2 separate regions of the Mus musculus genome follow, and region 2 is linked to region 1. A link is a contact called in public HiChIP or PLAC-seq data. All regions are on one chromosome and are shown on one strand. The core of a region is the stretch at or near the end of the contact, and the rest is flanking DNA. Distances in the headings are between cores, read along the strand shown. Region 1 overlaps Dock10 (dedicator of cytokinesis 10). Region 2 has its middle 27 kb from the start of Dock10.

Region 1 (5,970 bases), core at 1,153-3,652:
TCTTCCTAAAATATATACACACAAACATATGAGAAAAGGGTTTAAAGGGAATTACCCTATAATAAGGGGAAAATCCCCTTACTATAGAATACCAGAGGTCAACAAATAAAAACTGCAGTTCCAGGAATGGAGTTGTTGACTAGTCATAAACCATAGAGAAGTAAAGCTGGTCTTCACTTGGAGGCTTTACTCCCTACTAGCTAGCTTTCCCAGGGCTAGGAGGTGCTGCGAGGGCTATCCGAGGAGATATGTAATCACCAGTCTTACCTAGCTGTGAGCACTGTGATCACTGGGAGCTACAGAAATGGCTAACCTGGCAGTAAGCCCACTGGTGCAATCGTGGTACACATATCATGGGTGTAGCCAAACACTTTCTGATTGGATTTAAAGCCTGCTTCACAAGATGGAATCCATAACTGGCATTGTTGCTGGGTCCAAGATACTGTGGCTAGACAGCTCATGATCCCTAGGGGGAAACCTACTTCTCCTGTTCTGTTAAATAGACATAGTATTAAGCCATCTTCTAATGAATCGCCATTTTATATCCCTATAGTAGTGCATCTGTCAACCTTCATTGGAGAAGCTTGCTTTGCTGTAGTTACCAATTAACACATAGACCCACAACTGGTCTAGGTGTGAGTAAGAGACTAAGGAATGCTCAGCCCTAAGTGGGACATCTTTATCATATCCCTTGCTCACAATGCTCAGACATATGGTGGGAGAGGAGGCAGGAAGATTGTAAGAACTCAAGGACAGTGTCTACAAGAAAATAGTGTTTCTTAGATTCAGAAAGGCAGTTGCCCCTATGAACTCACAGTGGATGTGGTACCATGCATGAGCCAGGGCAGACCAAATCCCAGCATAGCAATCAGAGTTGGCACTAAGTCCTACACTTAGCTTGGGAGCTATTGGCAGTTAATAGCTGCCAGGAGAAGAATCAGCTTTCCTTAAATGTATGTATGTCCAGTGGTATGTCCTCCATGCTCCACTGGAAGGCCACATGTCCTAGAGTAAATGGGACTCCAGGGGCTTTTAGAAAAAGAGGATTCAAAAAAAAAAAAAACCCAAAACAAACAATAAAACGAGTAGGTAGGAAAAGTAAGTAGATCTAGACAGAGTTGGGGGGAGTGGTAGCTGGGGGGAGTGGTTAATGGGATAAAAATACATTGCATGGATTTCTCAATGAATTAATAAACATAAATAGAGGTAACTGGCAAATAGGAAACTCTTGGGGTTATGTATTCCTCTATATGCATTCAAAGACATAACATGTGTCCAGCCAGGAAAAGTACAAGTGCAATTCTTTTTTTTGGATAAGTGAATGATTTAATGATGTCAGTGCATTTGTTTTTTTTTTTAATTAGGTATTCTTCATTTACATTTCAAATGCTATCCCAAAAGTCCCCCAGACCCTCCCCCCACCCCCCAACACCCCCACTTCTTGGCGCTGGCATTTCCCCGTACTGAGGCATATAAAGTTTGCAAGACCAAGGGGCCTCTCTTCCCAATGATGGCCTACTAGGCAATCTTCTGATACATATGCAGCTAGAGACAAGAGCTCTGGGGTACTGATTAGTTCATATGGTTGTTCCACCTATAGGGTTGCAGACCCCTTTAGCTCCTTGGGTACTTTCTCTAGCTCCTCCATTGGGGGACATGTGCAATTCTTAATAGTTGTTTAGAAGTTAAAACAAATGATCTTAAGCATGTTTTAAATTGAATCTTGCATACGAAGACTTCAGAAATTTGTAGAAATATGTAAGCCATCTGGTTTTGGTTTTTATTGCTCTTGTAAAAAATCACCACACACCCAGAGACTGAAATCAACGTCTCCTTATCATCTCACAGTTTTCAAGAGTGAAAAATTTGAGCACACACGACCTTATTGATCCTTTCTCAGAGCCCTACAAGTCTGAAATCTAGATGCTAGCACTTCTGTGGCCTCTCTCAAAGCTCCAGGAGAGAATCTGTTTCCAGGTTCATAGAAGGTTACTGGCAAATTCCCTTCTTGACATTGGAGATTTAAAGTTATGCTCAGCTTCTAGAGGCTGCCCATGATCTTAGGCTAATGGCCCCTTTCTAAGTCAGAAGCAGTTGAATCCCTCTTACACTGAAAAGTCTACTGGCTCCAGTTCTGCTTGATGTTCTAACACATCTTCTTCTCTTGGTCTAAGACAGAAAGATGCTTGGGAGTCTAAGGCCTCGTGAAGGAAATCTTATTCTTTTATGGTAATCCACAAAATTCTTTTATTTTCTGGCCATCTTGTAACCTGTTCTAGTTTCATTTCCGTTGTGATGAAGTACCCTGACCAAAAGCAATGCAGGGGAGGAAAGGGTTTGTGTGGCTATGACTGCAGGCTACAGTCCGCTTGCGAGAGGAAGTCAAGGCAGAACTCAGAGCTAGTCACATTGTATCCCCAGTCAAATGTAGAAAAAAATAAGTGAGCCCAGGCCGCCTGCTTACTGCTGCTGTTGCTGCTGACACTGTTTACGTCTCTCTTACATAGTTCAGGGTCCTGCCGTGAAATAGCATGTTTCACAATGACTCTTCTCACCTCAATTAACAGCCAAGAAAAATATTCCACAGATATACTCACAGGCTAACCCGATCTATGTACATTTCTCTATTAGGCTCTTTCCCAGGCTCCCTTTCCTCTTTAATTTTGGCTTTGGCAAACTGATGCTTAAAATTAACCATCATGCAACCTTAACCCATGACTTCAAAAAATCTGTCCCAGCAACACTCAAAGACTAGTATTTGATTTTCCTTTTCCTTGGGGGACATCTTAAGGCTCTCATCCATCTCAGCTAGACTCTGACCTTTTGTGTGTTTAACTGTTCAAAGTATTTTTAAACTGAAGAATCTAATGAGAAGGGGGTGGGGGGCAGGTGAAGAAAACCCCTGGCCTCTGAACGTAGTTTCCACTGAGCAGTTAGGTGGGATCTGGGTTTCTGCTGAGCTGAAAATGAGTGCACGTAAGTGGAAGTTTAGTTTGTAGAGCATTTACTGGAAAAACATCACAATGAAATTAAGGTGAGATCTGTAGGAGTCATACGTAAAGAAGGGGAATAGGCAGAGAGGAAGTGAAATAACACAGACCATCAAATGCACGAGCAGACCACAAAGGCAATCAGCTAGAGGACAAAGCAAAGAAGACCCTCCTTCATGTGCTCAGTGATGTTACAATTTCAAAGGGTCGATTATAATCACATCCAGTTAGCCAGGCTATCCAATTTGCTAGTGACATCATCACTGAACCTAAACTTGGCACAGCAATGTGATAATGTCTTATAGATGCCTGAAAATCCACTTCGTAAAAAGGACTAAAAATATTTAGAACAACTGAAATCTCAGGGGCTGAAAGTTATATGTTTACACACGAGGCCACACAGGTTTGCAAGGTTGAATCTGAACACGAGTTACCAGCACTTTCACCTGTGGTACCTAACTCTTCTTCATCCAATCTGTATTATCATTGTTTGAGCTTTGCAGGACCTACTGATTACTTCCTTAGTGTTGAAGAATGGCTAGGGAGCTTATCTTGCATCATGTATATCTTCTTCTGTTTCCAACTGATCTTCCTTTAACCTGCTGGGAGCTCACTGCATTGGTTTTTGGTGGTGGTGGTGGTAGTGTTTTTTTTTTTTTATTTTAATTTTAATTTTTGTATCGCAGAGAATGTCCATTCTGGTCCTTGGAGCACCAGCAAGCACCACCTGCCGTCAAGCTGCACAGTTAGAGGAAACCAAGAAACACCAAGATACTTCCTCATCCTCTGGAGCCCTAGCCCAGACAGAAGTTCTATTCCTGGTACTAGCACTCAAGCCCATTCTTCTTGTGTGAAAGTTCAACTTGGCTTCACAGTTCTGAGTTACCAATGACAGCACAGATTTCTCAACCAAACCTCCCACAAAAGACGATGCTTTTAGTGGGCAAGGTTGGTAGGATGCAGTGCTGGTAGAATACAATATTTTTCCTTTAGTGTATCTCTCCTTCAAATAATATGCTTTTAGGATAAAGTTTTTTTGGGCCTTTGTGGGAAATAAAGAGCCCCATGGAGGATGGATCACAAATAAAAGTCGAAGCATATCCTGTGTGTGCATGTTATGTGTCTGTGAGTAGTGTGTTGGCTTAGTGCGTAGATAGATCAGTTGTGACAATTTTTGTAATGTGTTCATTGCATTAAAATAGTTTATAGTAGCCTATCCAGTTACATTCAGACATTTATCTCATTATAAGGATATTTATTCATATTATGATTTGAATAGAATTCAGCGGGTGAAAACTGAATCAGGATAGATGGGGTAGTGTTGCAGGATTTTCCCTGTCCAATCACATTAAGGCAGTGGGAGACTTGTGATTGGACAGGAGAAAGGAGGCAGAGCAGGAGTGGGGAGAGAGAGAAAGAGAGAGAGAGAGAGAGAGAGAGAGAGAGATCCCAGGAGGAGAGAAATCTCAGGAGGAGAGAGAGAGAACCAGAATGGAGGCTGACGTGGTGTTATCAAAAGGTTAGAATAATTGGGTTAAAGCTTTATCATTATCAATTGGCTCTGAAATGATTGTATTTGCATCTTGTAAATTGTGATTAAATTGATATATAAATCTAATTGGTTAACTATAAGCTTAAGAGTCTTGTTTCTACCGGCTAATTAGGTGTTGAAATCGATAACCAGGGATGCATAGGGTGTTACATGGAAGCAAGAAGAACTTGGGAGGCCAGTCTTAGAGATGGCCTGGTAGGAGTCCTGTGGCCTCGCAGTGCTGGTGAGTTGGTGGGCCAAGAGACAGAGTGAGTGAGATCACCTGGCACAGGGGCTAGCCTCAGAGAGTTGGCAGGCCATCACTAGCGCGGGAATGTGCGGATTCTCTTTTTTAATATTTCCCGCAACAGGTTAGGGAGAACCTGGAATCCAGGTCTGCTTTGATATATAAAATATATACCTTCCTTATACCCTACCCTGTTGCCAAAGAAAATTTCCCAGTATATGTACAAATGGAAAGATGCTAAAGCAGTAGATTCCTACCTCAGGTCTTAGTATATGAACCAGTCACCTGTTACACTGAGCATCTTGCTAATGTTCATTACGGATACTGCATAGACTGCACCTTGAGAAACAGTGACCAGGACATGAGTTCATCCAACTGTGTTTTAGGCCACAGTCACCCAGTAGTGTTTCTGTGGAGACCACCTCCCTCTACAAATTATTTATTTATGCCAGACTGAAGACTTACTATACAATTCAGTGTTCCCTTTCCCTAATGGACTCTCAGTCAGGAAAATTAACACACTGGTTGCATTGTGCTGTGTATTGGGGTGAGTGAGGAGAAACCCCTGGAGTAAAGTCAGCCATTAAAATCTGTGCCTCAGATCTTCCCAGCTTCCTGTTTTATCTGTCACACCCTCCTCTGATTTCATGTCATCTCCTTTTCATGGACCATTCCTCTGCGTCTAACTTAATAAAGGTGGCTATGCTTGCCATGTCTCTCTACGTTATTATCTAAATCACATTTTCTAAAACTTAATTACTGACATTTGGACGTTTTGGACCAGTTCATTCTTTGTCAAGGGGAATCCTGTCTCCTGTGGGATGTCTAAGGATGCATCTTCTGGATTCTGTCCAGGAGATGCTGTTTGCATCTTACTCCTCTTGCCAGTTATATAATTCTCTTCCATTGTGACAGTCAACCATCTCCAGACACAACAGAGCTTCCCTAGGAAGAGAGGCAGCCTATGTGTGCCACATGCTGGGATGCAGACAGTGTTTCTCTGATTAACAGCATTCAGGTTGTGCATCTGGGTGGTAGTGGTTAAGTCTCGTTAGGTGAACCTTAGTTAACATCTCTTAAATGCTGAACTGACCCACTTGAAAGAATCTCTGGACTACTGGTCTCCACAACACCTCAAACTACCACTCATTGAGTCTCTGAATTCATATTTCTGTTTGGGGGCTATGTATGCCTCTAGTCTT
Region 2 (5,970 bases), core at 1,131-3,630, 110 kb after region 1:
GACATGACATGTGTGGAGAATTTAGAGTGAACAGAGTCCTGAGGACCTTTCCCTGAAAGCATTTGTCTAAGGGATCAAGAGTTCTACATTTAACCCTTAATTTTAAACCTTAACTGACAATCTATCAATATTTTGTCTTGTTTGTAATTTTCTCAGTAAATATATGCTTCATTTTCTCCAAATCCCCATGGATTTATTTCAGAAAAACAAAACGATAAATTAGGTGACCAGACAAGAAAACCTATCCTGATTATCATCAGTGCTCAGGGTTAACAGTTAGGTTAAAGTTCCCAGCCCTTCCCGACAGACCATCCAAGCCCTGGGTCCTGCTTGCTCTTTACTTTAGCTCATAGAGCTACTCACACTCAAGAGCAATGGCTACTTCATACCATTCCCAGTGGCTGAAAGAGCCACATTGTGACATATATACTCTATGCTTTCCACCTAAAATGCTTCTCTGACCTACTCCATTATTCTCTCTTCAAATGACTACTCCTTCTCATTTCTCAGTGGTCAGTTTTGTATTTCATATCAGGGAAGCATCTTAGTAGCTCAACTCAAGGCCCATGATACTGCTACCACATAACTGAACTTACTACACTGAACTGTGTCTAATCTGCAGGAAGGGATTTTTAATCTAACTTGTTCCCTCCAGTGAGTCATGTGTGTTTAGCATGGGGCCTGCATGCATAAGCATTATGGAAGAAATGACTAAATCTGTGTTTTACTCTATTCCCATGTTGTACTGCATAGAGTGAGTTTTGGGGCTGCTGTGTCTGAATCTAGAAGGTTCAGCTGCTTTATCCAAAGGCCCTGCTGGGTATGCAACATCTAAATGTGTTACATTCAGAAACAACTATAAAAATAATAAATCCAAGGATGGAAAAAAAGGAGTCTTAAATAAAGCAAGGGGGATTGTATGCTGCAGGAAGTACATGTTTTCCTTCTCTGTGGCCTGTTGAATATGTTTCCCTCGGGATTTTTTTTCCCTGTCTCTCAGGAACAAATAAATCTGACAACTCATACATAACAAATTCATTATCATTCAATAATTAAATCACATCTCAGGCCTTGCCTACTTCTGTCATAAATATAATTTGCCAGACATGTAACAGTACAGTACTAAGAAGCAATATGTTTCTAGGTACCTGCCATGTTGAAATTTCAAATGTTTTTAAGGAGTCCTGCAAGATCACCTTTCCTGATTGCAAGTTGATAAACTATTCAATAGCTTTTGAAGCATGAATCAGAGTTCAGAGGCTGTTTGCAGTCACCAAGTGACCCTTGTTAGTACCCACAGTTTCTCCTTGTGACCAAGAGATATAATAATTTCTCACTGGGCAGCTTGTCTCTAGGCAGCAGGTTGAAAAAACATTTAATATACAAGTTAAAGAACCAGAGAAGCATACTATCCCACTCAGTTCAGCCAAGGTTGAGAAGTAGCATCTGGTAGAGATTAAAGACAACATCGAGGGCATTGCCTTTTGAAGCCCAAGAATGTCGGAGGCAGAGAGCAGAGAATCGAGGGCTTTGGGATGTGGGAGGTGATTGAAGGTTCTGTCTTTTAAAATCATTTCCTCATTGCTCTCTTGGGCATTCAGTTCAGAGAAATAAAAATCTGTCTTCCCACAATAACATGGACACAGAATACATGTAGAAGTTTTATTCTTTATGGTCTCAAGTTGGAAGCAACTATCATTCCTTTGTGGGGAGTAAATGGCTTAGGATTCATACATACCATGACATTCTGCTTAGCCATAGGAAGAAAACTTACTGGTATATGTGGCAATGTGATAAGATAATGTAGAGTGAAAAGAAGTCTATGTTAGAGGGTTACTGGCAATATGACTGCATTTTTGACAAAACTGCAAAGGTGGAGAACAGAATGGGGGTGGGTGTGGCTGTGGCTGTGGCCATAACTGCTGACGCAGCACTAGGGAATCTTGGAGAAAAATGGTCTGAGTCTTGTATTTTAGTCAGATGAAAAACATAAAAAAGTTTGTGCACACGTAAGGACATACAATGATGGCTGAAACCCCATGATCTCTGTGGATTATCTGGCAATCAAATTCTTGCTTTGGACATTGTGCTGTAGTTGTATAAGATGTTGTCATCAGGGGAGGATTAGTAGAGAAAATTAGGACTTACAGAATTTCTTTGTTCTTTGTTGTTGCTTTTGTAGTACTGGGGATTGAACCCAAGGTCCCATGCATGCTAAGCAAGTGCCCTACCTCTTAGATATGGCCCCAGCTTAATAATATACACGTACAAATATATTGTGTATTATATTTCAAAGTTGATACTGAGATTCACTAAGTTGCTCAACCTTGAATGTGCCCTTAGCCTAGCTGTCCTTGAATTTCTAATCCTCCTGCTTCAGTTTCATAAGTAGTTAGGATTACACAAGGCCTTGATATTTTTTTTTGCAACTTCCTTTCAATCTGTGATTATTTCAGAACAGAAAGTTTGTAAAAAGTCACTTCCCTAAACAGAATTAAACTTTCTGTGTGATTCACAGAAGTAAAACCTAATTATGAGTCCTCTACTTGGTCTGCTCCTGTGAAGACTCCATATCCTGATCCATCCTAGAGGACCCACTGCACTCAGAGCAGTTGGTAAGAACTCACCCACCCCACCCACCCCACCCTGAGTATTGCAGCTGCTGCTGGGTGCCTGATGGTGACTCAGGACCTCATTATCCACCACTTCCCTTCCATCTATTCCACTCCTTCTGCCCGGTCCTTGCTGATGGGGCAGACCCCTAGTTGGTCTGCTCATGTGAAGACTCCACATCCTGATCCATCCTAGAGGACCCACTGCACTCAGAGAAGTTGTTTGAAGGCCTCCCAGGAGATCTACTGCAGCCAGGGAAACAGATCAGCAGCTTCTCTGTTTCTGTGAAGAATCCCCAGTTGGATGGCCCCACAGATGGCCAGATACAGCCAGGGCTGTAGGCCTACCAGGAGACTGAAAGCAACCAAAGAAAAAAAGAGCCAGACTCCTTACAGTCACCCAGATCAACAAACTTCTCTGCTGCTGTGAAGAACCCCCAGTTGGAAGGCCCCACAGGTGGCCAGATACAGCCAGGGCTGTAGGCCTACCAGGAGACTGAAAGCAACCAAAGAAAAAAAAGAGCCAGACTCCTTACAGTCACCCAGATCAACAAACACCAGGGATATCCAGATGGCAAAAGGCAAGCACAAAATCATAAGCAACAGAAGACATAATATATGGGCATCATCAGAACTCAGTTCTCCCAACACAGCAAGCCCTGAATACACCAACACCTGAAAGTCAGGAATCTGTCCTAAAATCCTATCTCATGAAGCTAATAGAGTCCTTTAAGGAGGATATCAGCAACTCACTGAAAGAAATACAGGAAAATGCAGGTAAACAGGTGAAGGAATTGAATAAAGCGATCCAAGATCTAAAAGTGGAGGTAGAAACAATAAAGAAAACACAAATGGAGGCCAACCTGGAAGTGGAAAACCTAGAAAAGAGGTCAGGAATTACAGATGTAAGTATTACCAACACAATACAAAATATAGAAGAGAGAATCTCAGGTATAGAAGACATGGTAGAAGAGATTGACACAACTGTCAAAGAAAATTAAAAACATAAAAATCTCCTAACCCAAAGCATCCAGGAAATTCAGGACACAATGAAAAGATCAAATCTGAGAATAATCAAAATAGAGGAGAATGAAGATTCCCAGCTCAAACGACCTGAAAATGTCTTCAACCAAATCATAGAAGAAAACTTCCCCAACCTAAAGAAAGAGATGGCCATGAAGGTACAAGAAGCCTATAGAACACCAAATAAATGGGATCAGAAAAGGAAATCTTCTTGTCACATAATTATTAAGACACTAAATATACAGAGCAAAGAAAGAATATTAAAAGCTACAAGGGAAAAAGGCCAAGTAACATACAAAAGTAGACCTATCAGAATTACACCAGATTTCTCAACAGAGACTATAAAAGCCAGAAGAGCTTGGTCAGAGGTCATGCAGACTGTAAGAGAACACAAATGCTACTATATTTTGCCCAGGCTACTATACCCTGCAAAACTCTTTATCAACATAGATGGAGAAACCAAAATATTCCAGGACAAAACCAAATTCAAACAGTATCTACCAACCCAGCCCTACAGAGGATCCTGGAAAGAAAATTCCAACAAAAGGAAGATACCTGTACCAAAGAAAGGAGAAGATATTAAGCATCTCACAACAAAGTCAAAAGCAAAGAGCCACAAGCACATAAAGCCACCTACAAAAACAAAGATATCAGGAACCAACAGTCATCTCACTTTAATATCCCAATATTAATGGCTTCAACTCACCTATAAACAGACATAAGCTAACAGACTGGATACACAAATAAAATCTAGCATTTTGGTGCATAAAAGAAACACACCTCAATAACAAAGACAGGCACTATCTCAGAATAAAAGGATAGGAAAAAGACTGCCACATATATTGTCCCAGGAAACAAGGAGGAGTTGCTATCCTAATATGCAATAAAATAGACTTTCAATAAAAAGTTATCAAGTGTGATGAAGTACACTTCATATTCATCAAGGAGATAATCCACCAAGAGAAAGTCTCAATTCTAAACATCTATGCCCCAAATACAAGAGCACCCAAACTCATAAAAGAAACTTTACTAAAACTCAAAACACACATCGAACCCCAAACAATAAAAGTGTGAGATTTGAATGCCCAACTCTCACCAATGGACAGGTTATTGAAACAGAAACTAAATAGAAACACAGTGAAATTAAGAGAGGTTTGAATCAAATGGATTTAACAGATATCTTCAGAATATTTCACCATAAAAAAAATAATACACCTCTTCTCAGCACCTCATGGTACCTTCTCAAAAATTGATGATACAATTGATCACAAAACAATCCTCAACAGATACAAGAAGATTGAAATAATACCATGAATCCTAACAGATCACCATGGCTTAAAGCTGGTCTTCAATAACAGCAAAAACTACAGAAGGCCCCTATGCATGTGGAAACTGAATAGTTCTCCACTCAATGACAACATAGTCAGGGAAGAAATAAAGAAAAAAATTAAAGACTTCATAGAATTTAATGAAAATGTTCACACATCATACCCAAACTTATGGGACACAATGAAAGCAGTGCTAAGAGGAAAGTTCATAGCACTAAGTGTCCTGATAATAAACTGGTGAGGTCTTACACTACCAACTTAACACAACACCTGAGAGGTCTAGACCAAAACGAGGCAAAATCACCCAAGAGGAGTAGAAGGCAGGAAATAGTCAAACTCAGGGCCAAAATCAACCAAATAGAAACAAAGAAAACAATACAAAGAATTAGCAAAACCAAATGCTGTTTTTTTTTTTTTTTTGAGAGAATCAACAAGAAGATAAACCCCTAGTCAAACTAACTGAAGGGCCAAGAGGCAGTATCCAAATTAATAAAATCAGAAATGAAAAGGGAGACATAACAACAGAAACAGAGGAAATTCCAGAAAATTATCAGATCCTACTATAAAAGTTTATAATCAACAAAACTGAAAAATCTAGATGAAATGGATGGTTTTCTAGCTAGATGTCACATACCAAAGTTAAATCAAGAGCAGTAAATCCTGTTTAAACTATCTAAACAGGCCCACATCACCCAAGGAAATAGAAGAAGTCATTAAAAACTTCCCAACCAAAAAAAGCCCAGGGCCAGATGGATTTAGTGCAGATTTCTACCAGACCTTCAAAGAAGACCTGATACCAATTTTTCTCAAACTATTCTATAAGATAGAAACAGAAGAAACACTACCTAACTTGTTCTATAATGCCACAATTACTCTGATACCTAAACCACACAAGGACCCAACCAAAAAAGAGAACTTCAGACAAATCTCACTTTTGAATATTGATGCAAAAATACTCAATAAAATCCTTGCAAACTGAATCTAAGAACACATCAAAACCATCATTC

What was found. HiChIP or PLAC-seq counts read pairs in DNA pulled down with a chosen protein or histone mark.
Region 2: a contact with region 1 is called in an H3K4me3 HiChIP or PLAC-seq map of bone marrow-derived macrophages, with 2.7 times the contacts expected there. The contact joins two enhancer-like sites. A contact is called at or near these places in 1 of 115 datasets of contacts at active chromatin or transcription factors (bone marrow-derived macrophages) and 2 of 9 other capture datasets (liver and pancreatic islet).

Annotation. Positions count from the first base shown.
Region 1 is chr1:80,668,154-80,674,123 of GRCm38.p6, forward strand. All of the region lies in intron 1 of Dock10 (dedicator of cytokinesis 10), which reads right to left. Among named protein-coding and RNA genes, the nearest start is that of Dock10, 87 kb to the right of the region's middle. Within about 2 kb of position 2,403, at least 47 of the 459 cell types and tissues checked have an H3K27ac peak or open chromatin away from gene starts, as enhancers often do. A contact at or near this core is called in bone marrow-derived macrophages, where this site is marked.
Region 2 is chr1:80,782,886-80,788,855 of GRCm38.p6, forward strand. No RefSeq gene overlaps it. Among named protein-coding and RNA genes, the nearest start is that of Dock10, 27 kb to the left of the region's middle. Within about 2 kb of position 2,381, at least 22 of the 459 cell types and tissues checked have an H3K27ac peak or open chromatin away from gene starts, as enhancers often do. A contact at or near this core is called in bone marrow-derived macrophages, where this site is marked.